Linked DNA regions of Mus musculus: regions 1 and 2 are each linked to region 3. The links are chromatin contacts, called in public ChIA-PET maps. All regions are on one chromosome and are shown on one strand. The core of a region is the stretch at or near the end of the contact, and the rest is flanking DNA. Distances in the headings are between cores, read along the strand shown. Region 1 overlaps Cry1 (cryptochrome 1 (photolyase-like)). Region 2 overlaps Btbd11 (BTB (POZ) domain containing 11). Region 3 has its middle 13 kb from the start of Gm34712.

What was found. ChIA-PET counts read pairs in DNA pulled down with a chosen protein or histone mark.
Region 1: a contact with region 3 is called in an RNA polymerase II ChIA-PET map of memory CD8 T cells, with 8 read pairs. The contact joins two enhancer-like sites. A contact is called at or near these places in 11 of 484 Hi-C or Micro-C datasets (embryonic stem cells and myocytes) and 1 of 115 datasets of contacts at active chromatin or transcription factors (memory CD8 T cells).
Region 2: an RNA polymerase II ChIA-PET map of memory CD8 T cells shows a contact between it and region 3, with 66 read pairs. The contact joins two enhancer-like sites. A contact is called at or near these places in 3 of 484 Hi-C or Micro-C datasets (CD4 T cells and nephron progenitors), 2 of 115 datasets of contacts at active chromatin or transcription factors (embryonic stem cells and memory CD8 T cells) and 1 of 9 other capture datasets (embryonic stem cells).

Annotation. Positions count from the first base shown.
Region 1 is chr10:85,160,279-85,164,204 of GRCm38.p6, reverse strand. The region is part of intron 1 of Cry1 (cryptochrome 1 (photolyase-like)); the gene reads left to right. Among named protein-coding and RNA genes, the nearest start is that of Cry1, 23 kb to the left of the region's middle. Within about 2 kb of position 2,289, at least 134 of the 459 cell types and tissues checked have an H3K27ac peak or open chromatin away from gene starts, as enhancers often do. A contact at or near this core is called in memory CD8 T cells, where this site is marked.
Region 2 is chr10:85,564,533-85,568,513 of GRCm38.p6, reverse strand. The region is part of intron 3 of Btbd11 (BTB (POZ) domain containing 11); the gene reads right to left. Among named protein-coding and RNA genes, the nearest start is that of Gm40731, 24 kb to the left of the region's middle. Within about 2 kb of position 1,258, at least 8 of the 459 cell types and tissues checked have an H3K27ac peak or open chromatin away from gene starts, as enhancers often do. A contact at or near this core is called in memory CD8 T cells, where this site is marked.
Region 3 is chr10:85,358,263-85,362,475 of GRCm38.p6, reverse strand. No RefSeq gene overlaps it. Among named protein-coding and RNA genes, the nearest start is that of Gm34712, 13 kb to the right of the region's middle. Within about 2 kb of position 2,660, at least 15 of the 459 cell types and tissues checked have an H3K27ac peak or open chromatin away from gene starts, as enhancers often do. A contact at or near this core is called in memory CD8 T cells, where this site is marked.

The DNA of each region.
Region 1 (3,926 bases), core at 1,040-3,539, 200 kb after region 3:
TCATCTCATAGCTGAGTTTCAGAAAACGTGCATGATAAGTTTTCTGACTCTGTAGTGGTTTTTTTTAATGTGAAAAAGGGTTGTATACCTCCATGCCTATAAAAATAGACATGAACCAAATATTCTTTTCCTATCCTACTTTAGCATTGACTATTGAGTCAAGCTTTAAAATCCTTTTCATGACATAATTAATTTGTTTAGTGATTAATTAGGTAGATAATCCATAACACTTCTGCTCTATTTAGGAATTGTGTGGGCACTGGAAAGTGCTAAGCCTGGCCTTACTCAGAACTTTCTGGCCAGTGGCTAGTCCTTCTCCATCTTTCTCCATGCCATTGAACTGTATAGATAGTCAAAGGTGGTGCTTCTTCTTCTTCTTCTTCTTCTTCTTCTTCTTCTTCTTCTTCTTCTTTTTTTTTTTTTTCGAGACAGGGTTTCTCTGTGTAGCCCTGGCTGTCCTGGTGCTCACTTTGTAGACCAGGCTGGCCTCGAACTCAGAAATCCTCCTGCCTCTGCCTTAAAGGTTCTTCTTTACCTTCACTGTATCCTTGACTTTTTTATATCTTCTTTGCCTTAGAGTAGGAGTAAAAGACAAGAAATGCTTTCTTCCTTCTGCTTTTTCACAGTGTGTCAGTATTACCCATTTGTGCTACAAAGTTGTCTTTTATCCTAGAAGGCTGTAAGCAGTTTCTGTATATGGTGCACATGTTCAAGTACCTTTCCTAGCTCTGTGGACATTACAACATCACAGTTTTAGCTCTCATAAACTGGTGGATGAAATTAGTTATCACTCCTTGGAAGGAAGGCATTTTAGAGTTGTTCTGAGGCAGTTTTAGTTGTTAAAATGGCTGAAGGAAGCTAGAGGACCTGGACAGGCCAGAAGTGGGACACTGTCTTTAGTGTAGCCTGTGGTGCCTCAGACAGTAATGTGTAGCCTCAGACTTGAGTCCAGAACAGAGTTTCTCATATTCTGAATGGAAGTCCAAATTCATTGTGTATCAAACCAGGGGTATTGAAATACTACTTTATATAGAGATTTTCTGGGTTCACTTAATACCTGTACACATCAAGAGAAGCCTCAGAACTTCAATAAGTCATGCTTATTACCCCAGTGAGTCATATCACCAAGAACAGCAGGGCTCATCCTATTTGAGACACCCAGTGACACAACTTCACCAGTCTGCTGGGTTTGCAGCTTTTGAATTAAAAATTTTTTTATATAATGTCTTATTTTTTCAGTCACGGTTTTGCTGAGTTTGCCAGGTGGCATTGAGTTTAGATACTCCTGTATCAGTAGCCTAAAGATTCTAGAATGCTAGAATACAGGTGTGTACTGCCAGGCCTGACCTTCAGCTTTTTTCATTATTTCTTTAATTTCTTAATTTTTGATGTTTGAGAACTGAACCTAGAGCCTTGACCATGCTAAGTGAATGTTCTACTGTTGTACTGCACACATAATCATTTTCTTGGGTCACACCTGAGCAACCACACTAAAAGCCCTGTTCTGCCTCTGTTGGTTCTTTGGAAGGGCTTGTGAGAAGGTTACCTATAAATTTTGTTTTGATTGCAACACATTGGTTTTAGAAACAACTTTTTGTTCTGCTATGTCTCTGGACCTGTGCTTTTAATTCTGAGCCTGACAAGTGCAGAATTCACCTTCGTGATGTGTACTTCATCTGGATTAAATGCTTGAGTATTGGCTGTTAAGAAAATGTGTATCACAGTTGACAGAATAAATGAAAGAACTAAGAGTTTGCTAGAAATTTTAAAAATGGAGCATATAAAAACCTTATTCCATACTTAGAGACACACAAATTGCTATTTATAGTTTTTAAATCTCTAATCAAATACTTTGGGGTATGGCTGAAAACCCTTCTTTTTTTATTATTTATGGTAGTAGGTCCACATCTTTTTTTTTCATATGTACAGAATACATGGAGATGTTCTTCATGTGATTTTAATGATTTTAGTATATATTCTTTAAGTCGGGTCTCTAGGGTCGACACTGTATGGTTTTGGTTTAGAGAGTCTAAGAGTAATCTCCACTGGTGACTGTTATGACACAGTGTAGAAACTATGGCATAGGACAGATGACTGTGTTATATGAATTCATAATGTCTTGTTTTCAGTAGCAGTGGGATTATGTTGTATCTTGCCATTGCCTTTTTCAGACTATTTTATAGACAGAACTAGAAATACTAGTTATATAAGCTGTCCTAGCACAGACTAGAAAGTAGGTCATTGTGATGGGAGTATGCTAAACCACCCACTGGTTGCTATAGCGATGACCTACTTTAGAAACTATTTCTGTTGATTCATGTTGAAATCATCTTTTGGAAGTGGCATAAGGAAGTTACTACATGTACGTTTTTATAGTAGTAAAAGGTAGTGATTTCTAGAGGAAAATTCCTTAAAATATTTAAAATGAAGAAGTGCATTAATCTCTTCGTGGTTCATTCAGTATTATAATTAAGTTGTGCTTCTATACATTAAGGAGTGCAGTGAGTTTTACTATCATTTGGCCTTTTTAAAAACCATTCTATTGTTTTATTAGCCAGACCTTCAAATGGGAGTAAATGACTATGCAGTGTATGCCAAATTTGCCTGTTCAGTGTCGAATGATGTTTTAAGACATCTTTATATGAATGTTGAAATGATATTCTCTGGAGCACACAGTCTGAACTCTGAGTGACCCCATTCTAAATTGAGGGCAAAGGACAAAGGGTTAGATTTTGTATAGCTTTCAAATAATAGTTTTTATTTATCACCAAAAAGAAATTTCACTGATCAGTGACTTGACACTTTGAACCTACACTATTGAAGGTTTATTTTCTGTAGTACTACCACAGAATCACAGGCTTTAAGATGAGTTAATTTTGAGTTTTTATTGTACAGTACCTTTTAAATAGTTAGCTATTTATATTAGCATTGGCTTTGTCACTGGGGAAAATCAAACCTTGGGTTACAGTCACATTCAGGGAAAGGCACACGTTTAGTGCGATCCTGTATAAGCTGAGCATCCAACTAACTCAGTCTCTCCTACTGCTGTGCCCAAGTATTTACATGTATACATACATGTGATTTTGTTTTCAAAAACAGGTATTACCCTTTTTTTCTCTCTCTCTCTTTTTAAGGTGGGTCATGTGGGTTTGCTATAGCCCTTGAACTTGGGATCCTCCTGCTCCACATCTTGAGAATTATGAGTTTACAGTTCCCCGCTCAACCTTAAGAAAGAAATTATTCTGAAGGAGAAGTAACAGTAACTTCTATTTAATGGGTTTTAGCCATTGTGCTACTAGTTGGTTTTATGTGTTTCTAATCCCCTCAAAAGCTATGGAAAACAAGCCCACTAGCATATCCTACTTCAAACCTTTTCAATAGACTATGCAAGACCTATGACGATATTTACCAGATGTAGAAACTAAAACATACGTTAAGAATCAGACACAGGCACTTAATATGAAATCCACAGAAACTAGTGGGGTGTGTGTGTCTATGTATATGTATACATGTGTATACATGCTTGTATGCAGTTGTGTGTGCTGTAAGAAACAATTTGAATTTTTTCTAGGACTAAATACATTCTCCTCTGACAGTTGAGAGAATAGAGAAAGTACCTTCAACTCTAAGACTTAAGACAATAAGATATAACCTTGAGATAGGAATTGGCAAAATTATTTCAGACTGAAGAACAGATCACAGAGTAGTAGCTTGGTACAGAGGAGCAGCAGGAAGCAGGGTAGAAAATGGCCCTGAGATCATTGGATGGCAGCTGAGAACATACTTTGCTCTTTACTATATAAGGAGTGAGTTTTGAAGACCTTTGTACAAGATCATACGTCTCACAATGATTTGATAATGTACTGGATTATGGTGATAGAGATTGTTGGTAGGTAGATCTATTTTAAGACACTGCAGCAAATACA
Region 2 (3,981 bases), core at 9-2,508, 210 kb before region 3:
GGTCAACTCCTAGGGTTCAAATCCTCCAACTTGAACTACGTGCCCTTGGGCAAGCTAATCAACTCCAGCTAGGTTAAGACAGAGATTCTCAATGTATGGGTTGGGACTCATTGGGGGAGGGTGTCAAATGACACTTTTACAGGGGTCACACATCAGATGTCCTGCATATCAGACATTTATATTACATATCATAGTATCAAAATTACAGTTATGAAGTAGCAATAAAAATAACTTTATGGTTGTGGGTCACCACAACATGAGGAGCCATATTAAAGGGTCTCAGAATTAGGAAGGTTGGGAACCACTGGGTTAACAGGGTCTAGAGGGAAAGTTTCATGAACACACACACATCCATCCATATATATACACGTACATAATCCATATATATATATACACATACATATACACACACACACACACACACATATGTGTGTGTGTGTGTGTGTGTGTATACCTTACCCCATGAAGAGTATAGTGGTATTTAAATTTTCAATCTGAATTTGTTGTTTAAGTGATAGTTACAATTCACATCAAGGTCAGCTTTTTTGTATTTTTCTGGAACAGGCCAAACACTACTTTCAGTTTTATGAACATTGAACTATCTGTCGCTAGGAATTGACTCTGCCACAGTTCAAAAGCTGTCATCTAAATAATACGTAAGTGAATGAGTGCAGCTGTGTCCCAGTAGAACTGTATTTTCAAAATCAGGCAGTGGACCAGTTTGGCCATAGGGTGTCGTCTGCTAATGTGTGCACCATGTTGACATACAGCACACTCATGAACTATAACCTGTAGTTTCACACTTACTGGGGTTGGAATAAAGTTTTACCTTGGTCAGATAAAGTAAGTTGTAGCTATGTCCAAGTTACAACCATATCATATTTTAAACCATTGCCTCTAGCATCAGTTATTTCAAATTTGGCATGGCTGGTCTCCTTTATTATAAATCATTTGTGTGGTGGTTGAGATTTGGGGCCAGTTTCCAAAAGTCCTTACAGTGGTTAATCTTAGTTGTTAACTTGATGGGACTTATAATCACCGTGGAAACAGATCTCTGAGCACGTCTGTGAAGGATTGTGTAGATTAGGTTAGTTGAGATGAGAAAACCCACCTTACCTATGGATAGCACTGTTTCCTGAGGTTCTAGAATGAATAAATAGAAGAGATCCAGCAGAGGGCCAGCCTCCATCCCCTCTCTGCCTCCCAATTGTAGATGCAGTGTGGCCAGCTGTCTCATTCTCTTGTTTTTATGAGTTCCTTGTCCTCACCTGTGAGCCCAAACCACATCCTTCCTTGCCTAAGTCGCTTTTGTGAAGCATGTTTGTCATAACAAAGAGATAAGCAACAGGCATATATCAAGCAGGGCCCTTTTTTGTGCTTGTTCATCCAGGCCCACCAGATGAATGAGCCAACTCGGTCCTCCCTCTGAAAAAGGAGCTGGCATCCTTTCTCTGAGAAAAGGTATTATAATACCTGTTGAAATGGCCAGAGCTATCTTCTCTACTCTGTTTTCAGCTTGTGAGACTTCCAGGGTGTCAACTCAATGTGTCTTTGTTCTGGGACAATATTTTGATTCTCATATGTTAGAGTATAAGCCAACCAGTCATGACCTGTACGTCCAATAAAGTTCAATACAAACTATGAAAATAAAGCATGTGTGTACTATTATTGTTGTTGTTATTATTTAAAAAGAGTAAAGAAGAAAGTGTGTAGTAGGGACTTTTTGGCTCCCAAAAACCAGAGCTAACATTCCCAGGTATGGGAATTCCCATGCTATGTGTCATGGTTCCCCAAGCTACAAATTCCCCTTCCCAGCTTTCCCTGCAAAGGTTCAAGTGTATGATCTGAAACTACACAATGTGACAGGTGTCATGTCTAGCTGACAAGAATGGTGACAGGGATTTCCCTCTCTTGGGGCAATGGTGACAGAAGTCTTCCGGAGTGTCTCATGGCCAGTAGTAGTGATGTGCGTCAGGTGTCTGTGTCACCTCCACTGATGTAGGCCTGGGTGTCACTTGGCTACTGCTCTAGGCTGTGACCCTGGAGTTGTGGCTCTCTGGTTCCATTGAATATCAGAAGTCTTTGAAGGCTCAGCTGAACATTCAGACTCACAATTTATCCTAGACCTCAATCTGGCCCAGCAGCCAGCACCCTATGTTCTAGTTAATAGAAATCTAGGGAGCCTTTTACTCTGGAGAAGCTACCATCTACCCAGGGAACACTCAGGTGTGGGGACAAGGTTGGCCTGAATAGTTGTGGGGATTTCTGTAGCTTACAAATCCCACACGTCTTAGAGGAATCTCATAGATTTAGTCACCAAGGTCCCTTCAAAAGAGTGACAAGAGTCAGAGAATTGAGAAAATCCTAAAGCTCTAGGTCCTTGTCGAACACTTCCAGAACCATCAGGCCAGGTGTAATTTATCAATATGTGGCCATTCGGGTGCTGCACAGTGTTGCCTAGTAACACAGCCGACACTGAAACTTTTTATCAAGTTTCCAGGGGAACAGAGCCAGGGAATGAACCACAGGTCAACTTCTCACAAAGACTGCTCATGCCCAGTCTTTCAGAGCTTTTCTTTCGCTTTAAGAAGTCCCCCTGGGCTTAACTTAGGCAAGTAAGCATTCTGATAGAACATTTACATCCAGCCTTCTGCACGTTTTTGCACAACCCTAGGATAGCCCTTGGGAATCTGTTGAAATAGGAACATTGTTTGCCCTGTGCGTGAAAGTGCCTTAGGAAGCAATGGGTAGAGGGGAACTTTTGGTAAAGTGAGGATCTATGAAGAAATAACTGGATGATATTTACCTCTAGGGTTCTGGTCTGCTTGTTTTATGAACTCTGTTTCCTCAAGTGTAAACTCTCTTGCATGGCAAGGCTGTTTTGTTACACACCATTAGTTTTCCTCAAACAGTTGGCAATTCATGAGTGACTGATGCTCACAGTTATGGTTGAGATTCCCCCAGAAGGCATCCTGCCACATTTGTTTGTATGTTCTGCTTGCAGACGAGGTGAGAGCTATTGCTACCTGGAATCAATTCTGTTTCTTTTTTTTCCTTCCAGAAAGACTGGGGGCAGGCAGACCTGTCTATGTCTGCTCTTCCCAATGAAGCGCTTCGCTGTTCCGCCCACACAGCGCCAGATAATTAAGGCCACAAAGCATTCCTATTTGTTCTCCCATTGTTATTATTATTATTTTACATTGTGGCAATAAACAAGTGAACCCATCCATGGCCAAAGACATGGAGGAATCACTGATATTTACAGCAAAGATAATGACTTGGGGCGGGGGTGGGGAGGACTTGTTCTCAACATAAGATAATTCTATTTTAAAAGTAGCTTACCCTCAGTGTTAAGGTGTTCTGAACATACCACTATGGTTTGGAAAATAAACAGCTTAATTATAAGTCTCACAAAAATCTGTCTTAATGTTAACAAAATGAGTATACCTGTCATGCTGGACAGCCTCTAGAAGCTCTAAAAACAGTAGCCAACATCCTGACAAAACATAGGCTACAGCAATTTTATACTCCTGCTGAGCTTCTTCAAACCACTACAAAGAAGAATGGAACCATCCACAACACTGTAGCAACGGGAAAACTGAGTCCATGGGACACAGAAAATAGCTTCCACAGGCTATGTCTTAGCATTTCCATCAAGAAAGACTCTTTGGACCAGAAGTGACTGTGTGAGACATGAAAGAATCCACATTTAGTCAGTTATGCCATAAACATCTATGTTGAAATAGAAAAAAAATCAGCCCTATTCTTAAGGAGCTGATGGTCTAGAACACACACACACATATACATACACACACACACACACACACATACCATATACACATATGCATACATCATGACCCTATACAAATTTGCCAGAAGAGAGCCAGGAAGATATCACTTGTTAGGGGTAGGGACATAATTCAAAGAGGAGTCCTATCTCTCAAGGTAAGTTCTTTTTGAAGCTGACTGAAAAGAATCTGA
Region 3 (4,213 bases), core at 1,411-3,910:
TATGAATGGTCCCAGAGTAGAGTTAATGACATGAAGGACCACCTCCAACTCAGGTAGTGACAACAGTGACCATGCTATGGAAGCATCCCAGATCCTCAGGCCTTGGGACATGACGGAGCCTCTAATAGGCTTTGAGATTAAATTTCTCACATTTCAGTGGAAATGTATGAAATGTGAGTATGGTGTCCAAATTGTACTGATTAAAAAGAAATATTAAATCAGTGAATAGTTATTCACATCTAATAAACTGTACCAGAGTATAAACTGGAAATTTTCAAGCCAAGGCTTTTAAATATAAAAATAGTATCTAAATGTGCGGAGGACATCTGTGAGCATTTGTATGTGAAATCTTTTAAGTGCAAAGCCCTGTACATTCCACCAGGGGAGAGGTTTTCATAAGACAGAGGACCTTCCCCCCTCCTTCCAGGCATTGAGGGCTCCTTTGTAAAACCCACGCAATCTCAGATTGTGAAGTTGAATTAGAAATAATGTTTAAATTATGCAGGTTCCCAGCTGTGCTGTGATGTTTGCACACTTTCTAGGAAATGACTAATTATAATTAGTGCTTAAATACAAAAGAGGTGCCGTCCTTAAGTGAGAGAAGTAAAATAAGCGTGCTGGCTATTTTCATCCTGTTACGCTGGGGCTGCTGACTGCAGGGGCCGGAGGGAGATGGATGCTGGTGCCCACACTCCAGGTGAGAAGATGGATTGAGATGTTTGTGGGCCATGGGAGGACACCAGACACAGAACAAGCCCCATCAGCAAGCATCAGATGTCGGGAAGTCACCATCAGAAAGGCAGTGAGGAGGAGCAGCTAGAACTGAGCCATCCTCAGAGATGAGCTGCCAGGTTCTGTCTCTCTTTGCCTGTGGGAGGTCTTTTTGCTTCTCCAAAGACTTGGTTTCCTGAATTACAAAGAAGAGCCAAGAGTGACTGTGTGGATGTTAAGCTTTCTCATATTTTCTCCAAAACAATAGCCAATGTTTATATTGAATTTTCATAAATGTATACAATGTATCTTGGTTAGATTTATCCCCATCTTCCTCCCCTCAGATCCTCCCACCTCCCTCCCAACTTTCTTTTTTTAAAAAAAAATAGTCCATTAAGACTAATTAGTGCTACCTATATGTGCATGTGTATAGGGTCTTCCACTGGGACCTGAGCAACCAACCGATCGATTGCAAATTTCTCCTCTCCAAAAAAGAATGCCTCTTCCTCCATCAGCAGCCATCAGCTGCCATTATCTCCTCAGCTAGGGATGGGCCACTGGGAGTCCCTCCCCTGCACTGTGCTGAAATTTTTCGTTCTCTTGATCTCAAGGAAGTTTTGTGTGGGTAGCCACAGGTACTGTGAATTCATGTATGTGACAGCCATAACACATTCAAAGATAGTAGTCTTCCCACCTTCAGGCTCTTAGAAGTCTTTCCATCCCCTGTTCCATTGTATCCCCTAATCCTTGAGAAGGGTGGGATGGAGTAGTAATTTAGACAGCCCATCAACAGGTGAGTACTCAGAGTTGCTTATTGTCAGCCATCACTTTCTTCCTTAATTATTCATTTTACATCCTGACCCAAGCCCCCTTCCTCTTCTCCCAGTCCCTCCCACAGCACCTCCCCTTTCGAAACCTCCTCCCCCTTTTCTCTAAGAAGGGGGACGCACCCCTGGGTATCAACCCGCCCTGGTACATCAAGTCACAGCAGGACTAGACGCATCCTCTCCCACTGAGGCACCATTTTTATGGGTGCTTAGGAGGTGTCAATCCTTGGGCTGCACTCTGTGATTTGGAAGGTCTTGTAGAGACACAAAACCTTCCCTTCTGGGTTCCTTTGGTTCCTCTGGCTATTTTTATCATGTTGCTTCATCAACTTGCCACTCTTCAAAAGCCTTACACCATGACAGACAGGAGCCAGGTCTTGTTTGCTGTCCACTGATGCACCCTCAGTATCTCTCATCCTATCCAGACGTTGCAAACACCAGATAGACATTTGGAGAAAGGAAGAAATGCTTTGATGTGTATCGACAGACAATGATTTAAATGCATTAGTGTTGCCTCGTCGGCACCATAAACTCATTGGAAACAGGAAGAGCCTGACATTTCTTTTGGCATTTACTAAGGTGCCCAGCAATTCTGTGCATGTAATTACTCCTGTATTCTCATGAATAATTATTGAACCCCTCCTATGAAGAAGGCACAAGGCCGTAGCACTGAAAGGCATCCTGTCTCTTGGGACTGACAGGGGGAAAGACAATCAGATCATTAATGAAGCATCAATCCCGTCAGTACACAAGCACTCGTGGGGAAAGCACAATAGCTGATTACTCTCCCCTCCCTCTTTACTCTCTATCAGAATCCTGGTGTAACTCGGAGGCCAGAGCCCCACTTCCTAGTGATTTCCATAAAATACTTGAGTCCAATGAACTGCTTTGACCCTTCTGTTTCCTTCTTATCAAGCAGAGGTTTGGTCATGTGACCCAGTCTGGCCAATAGGTCTGGCTACAAGGGTCTGCCAGTGGGCTTCTGGGAATTATTTTCCTCCCTGTTAAAATAGAAAGCTACTTTGAAGGAAGAAGTCCAGTTGCTCTGTACTAAGTGCTTGGATGTGGTCACGTGACAATATGATAGCAGCTGTTATAACAGCCATCTGTGACACTAAGGGAACACATTGTTGACACATTGGTGTTGAGCTGTATGTATCTGAGCTGCTGTCTGTTAGAATCTTAAGAAGAGTAACTCCCTTAGTTTCCTCTGTGGTTTGGTTTGCTTTGCTTTGGTTTGGTTTTGGTTTGTTTGTTTCAAGACAAGGTCTCGCTCTGTAGCTCTGAATGTTCGGGGATTATGTATACTAGACTGGCCTCAAACTCAAAGAGTTCTGCCCACCTACTGAGTGCTGAGATTAAAGGTGTGTGTCACTCTGCTCAGCTTCCTCTGTGCCTTAAACAGCTGAGAAGACAGATAATAAAGACAGGTGACAGACCAGCAAACTGTTGTCATGACTGAATGCTCACTGTGAGCCTATAGTCTCAGGGCTGGACCCAAGCTTCACTTTAGGCAACTTCAGCACTAGTAATAGACTGCATCTTAGATAACTAAGTGAACACGTGATGCTCTGTCTCCAGAGGAGTCTCACAAACTTCCCAAACAGATACGCTGTCCTCCTCAGGATGAACTGAGCAAAGAGACGAACTGCCCACAATTCATGGCGGCTGAGCATCTTGCACATGGAAAGAAGCATCAAGAAGGAACACGGACACACCCTCTCATCAGCCGCTGCATGACTGAGCTACACGCCATACATGTTCTCAACCTCAGGACTGCCTTCAAAACTCGACACAGAGACCCCTATGAGTAAAGCTACCTTTTGCCAGGCGTGCTGTTGACTGTGATCAAAACATCCTCACCAGTTTAAGCATCAGAAAGGAGAAGCAAAGGATGCTGGGAGGAAGCATGCCAAAGGGAACTTATTTTGACTTGGTGAGGGATGGAGAACATCTTTAAATTCATGCCACTTTTACCTGACCCAAAAGGAGAGGAGGAAAAGGCTTCAAAGACAAAGGAAGCAGCGTGTGAGGAGATCCGGAGGCATCAAAGAAAGGCTGGTGTGGTTGAAGTGGACTCTGAGGGAGGGATCGTGAGATTGAATGCTGGGGAGAGGCAGATGTTGAACCTTAGCTTTGTAGAAGGGATGCAGAAGTGGGCTTCTCAGGGGACAATAGAGAGATGGAGTTTTACAAACAAGAGTGCTCGTTAAGGAGGGACCAGCTTATGTGTGAGGGAAGGGTAAGGAATGACCTAGGCGTAGACTGAGCGACTCAACAACAGCTGGCCCTAAGCGGAGTTCTGGGCTCAGAAAAGCCCTTCAGAAGCTGTTGCAGGATAGGTTAAGATAGCAAGAACTCTGTTTCTCCACAGAGAACCATCATTGTATGTAGGGTCTCTGGGGTGGGAGGTACTGCCACCAAGATCGTCCCTTGAAACGATGTTTTGAACGTTGTCTCTTGTGTCCTGTAGAACATTTAGCAGCCATTTTTGGCCCCCATGTAAAAACAGCATCATTTCCTTCCACTATGACAATCAGAACTTTCCTAAACATTGCCAAATGTTTTCTGGGGGCAAAATTAGGGATTTAGCTTAAAATATCTTAATTGCTTAAAGACAAAACATATCATATAAAAAGCACATACTTTGGACCAAATCTTCAAAAATCCCTGAA